Regions from separate parts of the Gossypium hirsutum genome. Here region 2 is linked to region 1. The links are chromatin contacts, called in public Hi-C maps. All regions are on one chromosome and are shown on one strand. The core of a region is the stretch at or near the end of the contact, and the rest is flanking DNA. Distances in the headings are between cores, read along the strand shown.

Region 1 (6,268 bases), core at 1,130-3,629:
ATTCATTCTAATTTAAAAGGCAACATGCATGCATGGTGATATTTCACATACTAATACCCTTCTCTTGAGAAATATAGCAATCGTCGATAACATTAAATAATAGATGATTCAAAGGAATATCAAAGTGTAACAGGACATACTGAATCCAAAGTCTCAAAACCATTCTTGGAGCAAGCCACAACCAAGGGATATAAAGAGGTGAAAGGTGAGAACAGGTCTTCTGCTTCGTTACTGGACTTGCCATGAGCAGCCTCAAACTCATGCAACGTGCCAAAAGCTTTCTGCAGATTCCCCAATGATGCATATGCATAAATCTTCCCAAGGAAAGATTCAGGATTGGGCACCTTCTTTTGACGCAATGAACGCCGTAGGATTGCCCAGGACACATCCAACAGTTTTGAACTGTATGTCCTACCCGCAGTTGCAAGTGCTGAGACAATTAATCCTTGATCTACAGAAAGCAAGAAAGGCGGCCTTGCATTTTCACCCCGAGCAATCCATTTGGCCATAAATTCCAAGGCATAAAATGCTAGCTTGCTGTTATCCGCTTGCATTGCAACTTCTGCAAGATAGTTGCACAAAGTCCAATTTGGATAAAGAGCTCTATTCTGATCTGTTGTCTGATAAGAGTCATGAGAACAAAGTTAAATAATCAAACACCGAGCAAAGGCTACCTCCGAATCAAAACAATATCATTACCAAACAACATGAGTCATATACCTTGCACATCTCAATGACAGTGGCCAATTCATCAAGCCGGCCTTGTTTAACACAGCATGCCACACATTCTGTAAAAACTTGCATGGACAACTTATATCCAGATTTTAAGGCCATATCAATATGATTCAAGGCTGCTTCAAACTGTTGTGCCTCAAACAGCATTCCAATAACCAAATCATAAGTCTCATCGTCAGGCAGAGATTCTGTTCCACCTTGCAGCATCCTGATAGGAATAGATTGAAGGTGAATATCACCAATATTTTAGAAAACAATTCCAAAGATAAACATGCTAAAGCAGTGTATTACTGATGCTATTGAATTCCTACTAGAAAAATGAATGCACATCCTTATTGAAAGCAAACTGATGAAAAAAAGGTCTTTAAAATTTAAAAGGAAATATATATCCACGACCACACAACCCCAAGTCCAATAGTATCGCAGAAGTGATTGTAACAAAAAAAATATTATATATATCATTTTAAATAAAAAAAATCCAAACTCTCAATACAATTACAAAAAAAGAAACAAAATTAACTTATAGATTAATCTAAGCTCACTGCTACGAAATGCAAAGAAACAAACTTTAGCAGCAAATTAGAAACATTTTTAGTTATATCTCTTCTCATTTATTAACTCAAATATTTATGGAACTTTCAAGCAAAAGGCAACCTACAATTATCCAAAACACCCAAAAAAAAAACATAGGGATTTAAAAGAGAGAAATTGGGGGGGGGGGAGCATAGTGCTACTATAACTAACCGTTCAAGCAGCTTCTCAGCAGCTTCAGTTTCCTTAGCTTGCTTCATAGCCTTTAAAACGAAATTAAAGGCCGCTGTATTGGGAACAATGGCAAACTCGTCCATTTGCGCCACCAAATCAAGCAAATCACCTGCCGATGCTCCGATCATAAAATTAGCCCTCAAATAATGATTATAAAGATTCACATCGGGCTTATTGGGCTTCCCATTCTTATCCAGCGATCGAACCCAGAACTCAAATAGTTCTTTCACGTCGGTCCATCGTTGCTGAGTCATCAAATCGGCAAAATGGTTCATTAAAGCAGGAGCATCAAGGATTTGGGAGAGGTATTGAATCCGTTGGCCAGGAGTTTGGCTGAGGAAGCCGAGGGGAATAAGGGATTGCGCTAGGGAGGTTGTTTTTCTGGCTGCGTTTGGGTCTCGCCAGTTCTCGTGGTAGAGGGGGCTGCCGGAGGCTGGGTTGGGAGGGAGAGGGGTGGTTTGAGTTTCAGCCGTGTGGGCTGACTCGGCAAGTTGGGGTTCTTGAGAGAGGAAAGGGAAGCTGGAAATGGATTTGGCTTGGCTTACTCGGAGTAGGATTCGTGTTCGGGTCAAGATCGCCATTTGTGAAGCCATTTTTTGTTCACTGTCAATAGTGAAGCAAAAGAGCGACCTTTTCAGGTTAGGGTTTTTGAGACGACGAAAAGGGGTTATCGCCTTTGAAGGGGACAATAGTAATTTCAATATACACAAACTATTTCCGATTCTAAATTCATCCCTAAATTAAAAAATGTTCGCAAAGAATCAATATTTTATTGAGGGGTGAGATCGGTTTATAAGAAATCGGTGGTAATAAGAAATTGATTATTACAGGGCTCCTTTGGATGCCTAGTTACTATAGTGAAGCACGTTTATCATTGATTTTGGTGCAATCGCACCACATATACCTGTTTAGATAGCATCCAAATTTGGCCAGTGAAAATCATTCAACGCACTGGTGAGAAAATTTTGGACTGAAGGGTCAAGCACCAGTAAACAAAAAGAAACATCAGTGGGTAATATTTTTACCACTTTATTTTTCATATGGGTGTGAAAATAAGACAATTAAGCTGTTTTAATGTTATAACTATTATTTAAATAAATACAAATATGTTAATTTATAGGATAATAAATAGAATATTAAAAGATACATTTTAATATTTTATTAAATGAATTTATAAATTCACATATTTTAATAATTTTATAAAAGTAAAATAATTTTAAAAACTTTTGATATATATCAATTATAATCTAATGTCAAATTACGTTTGAATCCAAATACACACTCCACCGCTGTTTCTAATCTCACCGTTACAGTATCCAATCTCACTACTACAGTAACTAATCTCACAGCCACCGCTGTTTTTAACCCCACCGAAGCTAAACACACCGCCCATCCAAACTAAGCCTAAATCGGATTTTGGTTTTCATATTATTTTTGTGCTTTGAGCTTTTGAATTTTATTCGGATAAAATTGTTTTTGGATTTAAACTTTTTAATTTTAATTAAATTAAATTATCTTTATTTTATGATTTTTAGATATTATTTGGTAATTTTATTTTTTTAATTATACATAAAGTCTCAATTAATATATTTATTAATAAAATAATTTGTAAAATCTTTATTAAAAATCCAATTAAGCTTTGATTTAATCACATTCAACCTTCATTGAATTATTTGTATTTATAACTCTTGGTGTGTAATGATAGCAAAAAAGCCCCCAACTTGAAAATGTTAATAATGATAATCTAAATTTTAAAAGTTTTAACAACAATAATAAATAACCAATGCATTCGTAAGAGGATGAATTTGAAATTAGATTTAGGGTTTATTTTTCATTTTTCATTTAATTATAGAATATGTAAAAGCATAATAAAAACTATATTTAGCTTTTAGAAGCAATGAGTTTTGTTTTGGTTTTTAAATATATTTATATATTGAGATTATATGCTCAAAAAAATTTGGGTTTCTTTTTAAAAATTTTGAACTTTTTTTTACTTTTCGGTATCTAATGGAATGAACCGAAACCTAACTGTATTGATGTGGTTCAATGAAAACATCTAATCAGAACTGAACTAAACTATAAAAAAACCCGAATCAAATTGCCGGTTCAACTCAGTTTCTTGATTTGATAAGTGTTTTTTTTCAACCCTAATTGTATTAATTAGATTACTCCCTCAGCTTAACTTTCAATTTAAGCATTAAATATCAATTTGTAAATGACGTGAAAAATATTTAAAACATATAGCTCAAATTGTTAGCACAATAGTATATATTTGTATTAACAAGTTCTGAGTATGACATACTAAAAAATAATGCAACAAAATTTAAGATTTTCTTTTAACAGGTCCATTTACCATTCAAAATAGTGGCAGGGCAATTAGTGAGTAGATTAAGAAAGTGACATACTTTAACTACAAAAAAAATTTGAAGCCAATTTAAAATCTTAGGGTTTTGTTTGAGAACATTTGTGCAATAAGCCTTGGAAATTATACTACTTTCTCTTTTGGGGTGGTGATTGAGTTTGAGAAGAAGAAATAAGAATGGATAATTGATTCCCACTCTCCTGATGTGCTTCATTTTTTGTTACTGTTTACAGCTTATGTTGTATTCATGTTAGCTCACAATATTATATGGCTTTGGCTTGATGCCAGCAAAGCATTTGCAGGTGTTTTACAAATACAACATTCATCATTTCATACTCCATAGCACAAAAATTGATTCTATTCTAATATCAATAGGCTCAAATATTGATTGCATTCCCACAGTTCAGAAATTATTTTACTACACCAATGTGTGATTGGCTCATACAAATATGATCCCATTCTCCTTAATGGTGTCAAGAACTATGCCTAGCTTACCTTCAATCCTCTCACCCTTTCTAGGCTCGTAAGACATTGCATACACATCGGCTTCCTTTGATCGTTCAGCAATAAGTTTCCCGATTATTCTGCATGCATTGTGGTCTGTGAGTGATGCCAAATTGTTTCTAAGATCCTTGGCATTCGTGGTTGCGACTGATATCACTTTGCTTGTACCTCGATGCATCACTTTTGCATGAATAAATTTCTTCGAAAAGAAAACATTTAGTAGAAATGGCCTAATATACATATCGGTCCTTTGTTTCCATGATTTCCTATTGGGTTGCTTTGCAGCTTCACCACGTGATCTCCTGGTCCAGGCAGCTTGAACAAAAGGACCCTAAACATAAATGCCAAACAAAATTAACTTGGATTCTTTTTTGCTTCCTTCAACGGATTTAGTGGGCGCTCAGTGTGTGAATTGTCCACTAAATATGCACAACAGGAAATCATAACTTACTATCATATAACAAATCAAAACAAACACCTTTCCAACTATTCAACATAAAAGCCAAAATCCGAACAATTTCAGATCCTAAAGTGTTAAACTGTACAAAGATCCATTTGGATTAAAAGGAGTGACTAAAATTATCAGCCAGATGTATTATGCTTTACTAAAAAGGACAAATTCTGCATACGAGTTCACAAGTTCACATATTTTGAGGTGAAAGTACCATAAAGGCTCCTGTACTAAAAGTCAGATTGCATTTAACCCCCTTTACTAAAAAAAGGGCCAATTAGTCTCTATATGTTAGATCAAAGAGCAAATTGGTCCTTTATGTTAAAATTCATCAATTTTTACTCTTCAAAACTAGTGTGGCTAACCAAATAACTAGACAGTTATACATGACGTGCCACGTGTACTTTATGCTGACGTATAAGGATCAATTTTTAATCGTAAAAAGTGATGAAATTGTTAATAGAAAGACTAGTTTGCTCACTGATCTAATATATATGACTAATTTGCCCATTTTTTTAGTAGAAGAGAAATATACAATTTGACTCATAGTATAAGGGCCTCCATGGTACTTCTACCCATATTTTGATCATTGATCATGCTATAATAAAACCCAACCCCATGGAACATCAAGAACAATGATGAGAGGAGATTTTTATTCTCTAAATTTAAACAAAACCTAAGCTCAAAAACATTTTATTTTGGAGCTTGCTAGTAAAATTCAGCAATGATGTTAACTGCCCCTGTGAACAAGCCGGTAAGTAACGAAACAAACCTCAAGGCAAGATGTTATATCTTCTCAACCATCAAAACAGAAGCACCATGATATTCTTTAACTCCAGAGAATGGAAGTAAGATTTTATAATCTTTTCATCCGGAACAGGGTGTACTTCACATTATTTGCCTCGAGATAAATCTCCACAGCACAAAAAGGCTGTTTAAAATCTTCTAGGTCTAGGCATATTCGATACAAACAATAATGATCTGATTTCTAAATTATGAAACTTTATTTGGCATAGTATATATCTCTACTTTCATACAGAAAAGAGATTATCCCTTCCAAACCAGTAAACTCTTATCAACTTCATAAGACATCTTTGAGTTTCAATTAGAAGAGTATATCAACAAAAGGGCTCCGCCGCAAAGGACAAGCTTATAAAATATTGTCTTACAAACATCACCTCGTGGAACAAACCAGCAGGCAAACTGGAATTAGTAAACCAGAAAAGGCAAGTTTTGAGACAACATTTTGTTATAGAATTTTCGAGAAATCGAATTTCATATTTACCAGGTCAGCTCTAACACATTTTGCAGACTCTCGAACACCTAATATCACCATATTCAACTGCTAAACGCTCTGATTTACTCAGTTGCAGAATAGAGAGTTTTGACTCCAATTATAACCTAAAATGCTTCCCCTAACACTGATTCCTCTATGGAAAAAACATATATAA
Region 2 (6,268 bases), core at 1,031-3,530, 310 kb after region 1:
GCTCAATTTTTTTCATATAGTTAAAGTTGAATGAGGAGGGAAGGGGGGTCCATATTTTATTGTTCAATTCTTTCATGGGATTCATATATTCTTTTTATCTTCTACAGGGTTTATGCTTGTAAAAAAGCTTTCTACCTTTGTAAAGGGAGATGCAAATGGGTTTTGGATATCCAAACCAACACTATTCTCATCTCTGTTATATTCTCCCACAAGGCCAGCAGCCATGGGCCATCTTCTTTTCCCTTTCAAAAATGTAAGAAGATATCAGCATCTTTTTAGTGGATGTTAAGATTGATTGGGACGTGCATACATCCATATATATATATATATATCAATCATTTTTCCCTCATCCAACCTTGTGTTATCGACGTTGTATGGCAATAATTTCCACCAAAACCAGCAGAATGGGATGATAGAAGTGGACCCCCTCACCATTCAACTCCTTGTGCCGAAAGTTTCATTCACCCTATTGCCAAATTTAATCTGATTGAAATGTACACTTGAACCCCTGTTGTATCCTAGCTAACTCTCTCGTTTATATATCAAAAAAAAGTTTTCATGAGTGATAATAAATATATTACTGCAGGAGATGATGACTAACATGGTGAAACCGCACGTATTTGGTATGCAAATCAATTAAGTTGGTTCGAATCTTATTAATTAAAGGTGGTGTTATAAAAGTAGTTCAAAGATTCCTAATAATAATAATATATAAGGTATTCCATGATCACCAATGATCATTCAGAAATTATAGTGATTCAGTAAACAAGGGATACAGAGAATGTATAGTGGCATATAATCATCTTTAATAAGTTTACTGTTTTGTTGATTTGAAAAGCAAATAGAAAATTTTGCTTTAATTAGGGTTTTTATTTTCCAAAATATTTATCTTTTGTCATTAAGATCTCCAATATTTGTTTTAAAGCTCGTCTTCTACAACCATTGATATTGAGGTATTTGGGGATTTCGTACCCCTTAACCTCTTGCTTAAAAAAAATTCAATATGGATATTTATTCTCCAAACTCTAAAAACAAATCTTTTTATTTTGTTTGTATTTAACAATTAGTAGTCAAGTTATGAATTTAGTCAATTTTACTCTTATACTTTTTTGAATTTTGAAATTTTAGTCCTCCTAATTTAAGCAATAGCAATTAAATTTGTTAGGTCAAATTTTGCTATTAGCCTAGCACTATGAGTAAGTGGTGTATTTAGTCTATATTCAATTTGATCATTTTTAGTCCCTATACTTTTTGAATTTTCAAATTTTAGTCTTGGCTCAATTAGTGGCCGTTAAATCCATTAACTAAAATAACATGACTTTTTTATGAGTATTATGTGAAAATAGCTAGTTGACATATTACTACACATGTGATAATGTTTGCCGATGAGATTTTAGAAATAACAAAATATAATTTAATAAATTGTTAGTCTACCATTTGGGTCAGAATTAGACCTAATCATGGGTCGGACCATCTTCCCAAACCCAAAGGTCCGTCCGAAAAATGGTAGGGTTTAGGCAAAAATATAAGCCCGAAAATAGGCTTGAACAAAAAATAAGACTCATTTTCTAAACAGGCCGTGTCTCGGGTAAGATTTTTTTTGCTTGGGCCCAACCTGACCCAAATTTGCCTAAATATTTTCACTGTTGCTTGCTATTGTTTTGTTGTTGTTTACTGTCATTTTGAATCTTGATGTTGTTTTGCTACCATTTTTCTATTATATTACTGCTATTTTGTTGTTACTGTTTGGATATTGTATAAATATTGTTTTATTATTAATTTTGCTACTATTTTGGAGGCATTTGCTTGTTAAGTTGCAACTATCTTAATGTTATTTAAGTATAAAGACATTTTTTAATGTTTTTTCAATTTGTTGGAGAAAATTTATTTTAATGTTTTTAGTGTATTTGATGTATTATATTTTTTAAATTTGTTTTTAAGTAAAAATAATATAAAAAATTTTAATACCGACGGGCCAGGCTGGGCTCGGGTTTAACACTTTTATCTGGTCCAAGCTTAGACAAAATTTTAGTTCCATTTTTTGGGCCAGGCCTGGGTAGAAAACAAGTCTAAAGTTTTGTATTGGCCCAGCCCGACCCATGATTAGGATTAGTCAACGACTAACATTTCAAAATCTGAAAAGCAAAATGGCAAAAATTAAAGAATAGAGGCTAAACCTGCAACTTAGACATTGTAGAAGGACTAGTAGCAAAAATTGACCAGTATTCAAACTTATTTCATTTTTATTGCCAGAAACGGCTTATTTGGTATTCTTAGGGCCAATGTATATATAATAGGCCCAAAAATTACAATCCAGTATACGACGCATGGCGGGGCCCATTAAATTTCCGATTTAACAAATTACAGTTATTCTTCTTCGGCGCCGACGGCTATCTGCGAATTCTGCGTTCACTGCTCTGAGCTCTCTGACTTTTTCATGCACTCACACTCTCCTACCGGAGACAGGAAAAAGAAAATGGAGCAACCGCCGACGTCTCGAAGGACCCGTAAATCTCAAGCGAAATCCGAGCTATACTCTACCTTTGTCATTCATTCCGGTTCTGAATCCGATTTCGGTTCTGGCAAATCTAAACCGAAACCGCAACCATCTCGTGAACCGGACCTTTACGCCACAATGGTTTACAAAGACGTTGACGAAGAAGGTGAAGATGGATCTTCCATCCCTCCTCCCTTGAAATGTGCGCCGAAACTCTTTGGCGGCGGAGGCGGCACTCCTTCCGACGCCGACGATGGCAGTGGCGATGCGGGAGATTTAGGAACCATGATCGTGAAAAAGGATCATGTTCGTGAAGCTCGCGGTGGAACGCCGTCTTCGTTTAATCCACCGGCCTTAGCGGGGGTGAGCCCAATTAGTGCTAGGGGAGATAAAATGGACGTTGAAGAGGAAGAGGATGATGAAGGTGAAGGTTTTGGGACGTTCGTGGTGAGATCAACGGCGAGGAACGAGAGAGAAGGGAGCGGGACGGTGGTGAACAGAGCGGTGGCGAGTACGGGAGAGCTAGGTTTTGGGAAACAAAAGACATCTACTTCGACGACGCCTTTGCAAGGGGAAGAGAGTCGGTTCTTGCAAAATAATAAGGTTTTGTCGAGTTCAGTTCCCGACTGCGTTATCAGAGAAGATCCTTCCACAAAATATGAGTTACTCAATGAGCTCGGTGAGTTTAATCGCAGTGATAATCATCATTATTCTCATTCTCATATAATTGTGTTTTTCCATGCTAATGCTAAATGAACTATATTTTTCTTTTAAGGAAAGGGATTTAATTGATTTTAGTGCCATTAAGACCAAAAGAAAACCTGATATTGAATTTTTGGGTGGCAGGGAAAGGATCTTATGGGGCAGTTTATAAGGCTAGAAATATAAGAACTTCCGAGCTTGTTGCCGTTAAAGTTATATCATTAAGTGAAGGGGTGCGCATGATTTTCTTGTTTGTATTTGATGTACTTGATGGCATTGGCTTGATTAATCAGTAGTCGTGATTGATCAAGTAATTTTTTTTAGGAAGAAGAGTATGAAGAAATTCGTGGTGAAATTGAGATGTTGCAGCAATGTAGTCATTCAAATGTTGTCCGGTACTTCGGGAGCTACCCTGGGGAAGAATATCTTTGGGTTGGTGTTATAAGCATTTTTCTCCATCAAAATTTAGTTTCAATTTGGAGTTAATTTCAGTTTCTAGGTTACATTGGTTTGTTAGTTTTTCATCTTTTGGAAATTTCCTTGATATTTTGTTTTTAGGGTAACTTATTTCAATGTTTGGGCAGATAGTAATGGAATACTGTGGAGGTGGAAGTGTAGCTGATTTGATGAATGATACAGAGGAGCCTTTAGAGGAGAATCAGATAGCATATATCTGTCGCGAAGCTTTAAAGGTTTTATTCATTCCGTTTAGTTTGGAATATATAAACTGGTTACAAGGAACCTTCGTATCCTATGTTTGTAGAGTTTATTTTTACAGCATCTAGATAACCTAAGTTACATTCGTCCTTGTAATCATTTTGCCATGCTTGATTTTCAATGGTCATGGGATATTAACAGCACTTACATGTGAATCAGTACATGCTCGCGTGCCATATTTTTGTGCTTATTTGTTTTCAAACTTGCCTTTTAGGTATGGGACCCTAGACAATAACAATTAAAGTCTCCCGTAAGGATGTTCATGCATTGTCTAATTTGCATTCGCTTTCTAATTAACATGTTGTCTCTTTTGATTTCTTATTATGCAGGGCCTTGATTATTTGCACTCAATTTTCAAAGTTCATAGAGATATTAAGGGTGGTAACATCTTGTTAACAGAACAAGGAGAAGTGAAGTTGGGTGAGTACATTTGTCCTATATTTATTTAATCATACTCCAATACTCGGGACTCTACTGTGGGAAGTTCAAATTCTTGAAATTGGTGTACCCATGCTAATTTTAGTTGGATTGGTAACTATATTGTTTCACTTGAAAGATGTTATCAATATCATAATGAAGTTTCTACTTGGTTCACCTGTGCCTTTAGTGTTTACAAAAGAACGTACCAAGAATACTTGTCAGACCCTTCATATGCAAGATAATGCTGTACAAACAACAGTGTTTCTCATTAAAAAAATGTTTTGAGATTCCTTAAGGTTGCTTCTTTCCTTATTGGTTGAAAAAGTTTCAATAAAATCTTTTAACGCTAATGCTCCTTGGGTTATCATTGATAGAAAACAAGCTTTCTTAGGTAATTGTTGCTTCTTGTATGCTTGTTAATTTGGACGTGAATTTTCAAAATATAAAATTTAAGAAATCCCAACTACTTTGCTTCTTTCGTGGTATGGTTCTGCACATATGTCCTCCCCTAGACTCTGCAGTGCAGGAACCACTTGCCATAGGTTGTTCTTTCATTGCACTTGGCAAAGTACTGAAGTATATCCTTGCTTGGTATATTAAATAAAACGACCCTGCTAGTCATTTATGGTCCTACCAAAAGTGATTTCCTTGCAGGGTTTATAGGGAAGTGGTGCTACCCTTAAATTTTTTGCATGAAGTGGCTTCTCTTGTGACTTGATCTGCCCTTGCACTTGTTGGCCTGAAAGTTGTCATATTCTGACAAGCATTTTGAACCATTGTGCCTCTCTTTAGTTGCATACTCTGAAACCCCAGAACTAACGAGACCAAAAGCCCGCATTTTTATGCTTGTAATTCATGCCTATATTTGTCTGTTATTTTGATTATTGAACAGGTGATTTTGGAGTAGCGGCACAGCTTACTAGGACCATGTCAAAGCGCAATACAGTATGTAGTATTCCCACTGCTTTGCTATGTGTGCAACTGTTTCTCTTCTTTCAAGTTATAGTTACTTTGATGAAGCTCAGTCATTCTGCAAATCTAGGCTAGAATACCTCAGGAAGAGTTTTTGAATGTCATAACAGAAATAAGTGTCATCTTACAATTTCTTATCAATGTCAAAGTGATCAGCTGAAAAAATTGTTTACAGGGTCAGCGCTTTAGATATAATGTTAAATAACCAAACAAGGAAAACTCTGCATCTAGTTTACTCATCAGCCAATGTTTCAAGTCTGATAAGTTATACATAACAAGCAAACACAAAGTCTCCTTTAACTTCCTTTATTGTAGAACGTATGGTGTGTGGCACTTTTCTGGTAGCAGGGATAACTGTCCAGCAGATGAATTCTGCAGCCAACTTAGTAGTAGCTATCTTTTGCCTTCTTCATATTAAATGACATTGATGGATGTTTTTTGACTTGCATCATAATTATTTTAATCTCAATTACTGGAACTCTGTGTGTTGCCATGTGTTTTATTGTAGTATTCTTATTCTGTTTTCAGTTTATTGGCACTCCGCATTGGATGGCTCCAGAAGTTATTCAGGAAAGTCGGTATGATGGAAAGGTACCATTTTTGTTAATCTGCATGGATTGATTGCCTTTTATGCTTTGTTTTTAGCACTTCGGCCTTTTTCTGTGATAGAACTGGAGAACAGATAAGTGCTTCTGTTTACATTTGATTTTTTTTATCCATTGGAAGATGTGTTGGTTGGCAGTTGCATATACATTTCTTGGAACTATCAATTTTTAAATAACAAGGAAAGTAATAGTTTCCTAAGTGCTCCTAAGATTAGTTACTAAAGCATTAATAGTACTTAGTGTGAAAGCAGACTTTTAGATATCTTATAAAACAAAAAGTATAAATTACTTTGCTATCCACACGGTGGTCTAATCCTGAAGTATGACACCTAAAGTGGAGATATTAGTACTTGGA

Evidence for each region. Hi-C and Micro-C count contacts between places; a contact is called where the count stands out from the background.
Region 2: a contact with region 1 is called in a Hi-C map of leaf, with 1.7 times the contacts expected there. The contact joins the promoter of LOC107896630 here to the promoter of LOC107910139 in region 1.

The regions. Positions count from the first base shown.
Region 1 is chrD02:46,312,306-46,318,573 of Gossypium_hirsutum_v2.1, forward strand. It overlaps LOC107910139 (pentatricopeptide repeat-containing protein At1g26460, mitochondrial), which reads right to left and starts at 2,380. Exons shown (of 7, transcript XM_016837908.2): 1 at 1,480-2,380; 2 at 721-943; 3 at 141-620. The coding sequence starts at 2,093. It overlaps LOC107910140 (50S ribosomal protein L18), which reads right to left. Exons shown (of 2, transcript XM_016837910.2): 2 at 4,203-4,697. The coding sequence ends at 4,302.
Region 2 is chrD02:46,620,872-46,627,139 of Gossypium_hirsutum_v2.1, forward strand. LOC107896630 (germinal center kinase 1) reads left to right here and starts at 2,281. Exons shown (of 18, transcript XM_041088593.1): 1 at 2,281-3,176; 2 at 3,344-3,432; 3 at 3,524-3,631; 4 at 3,784-3,891; 5 at 4,246-4,336; 6 at 5,229-5,281; 7 at 5,837-5,899. The coding sequence starts at 2,438.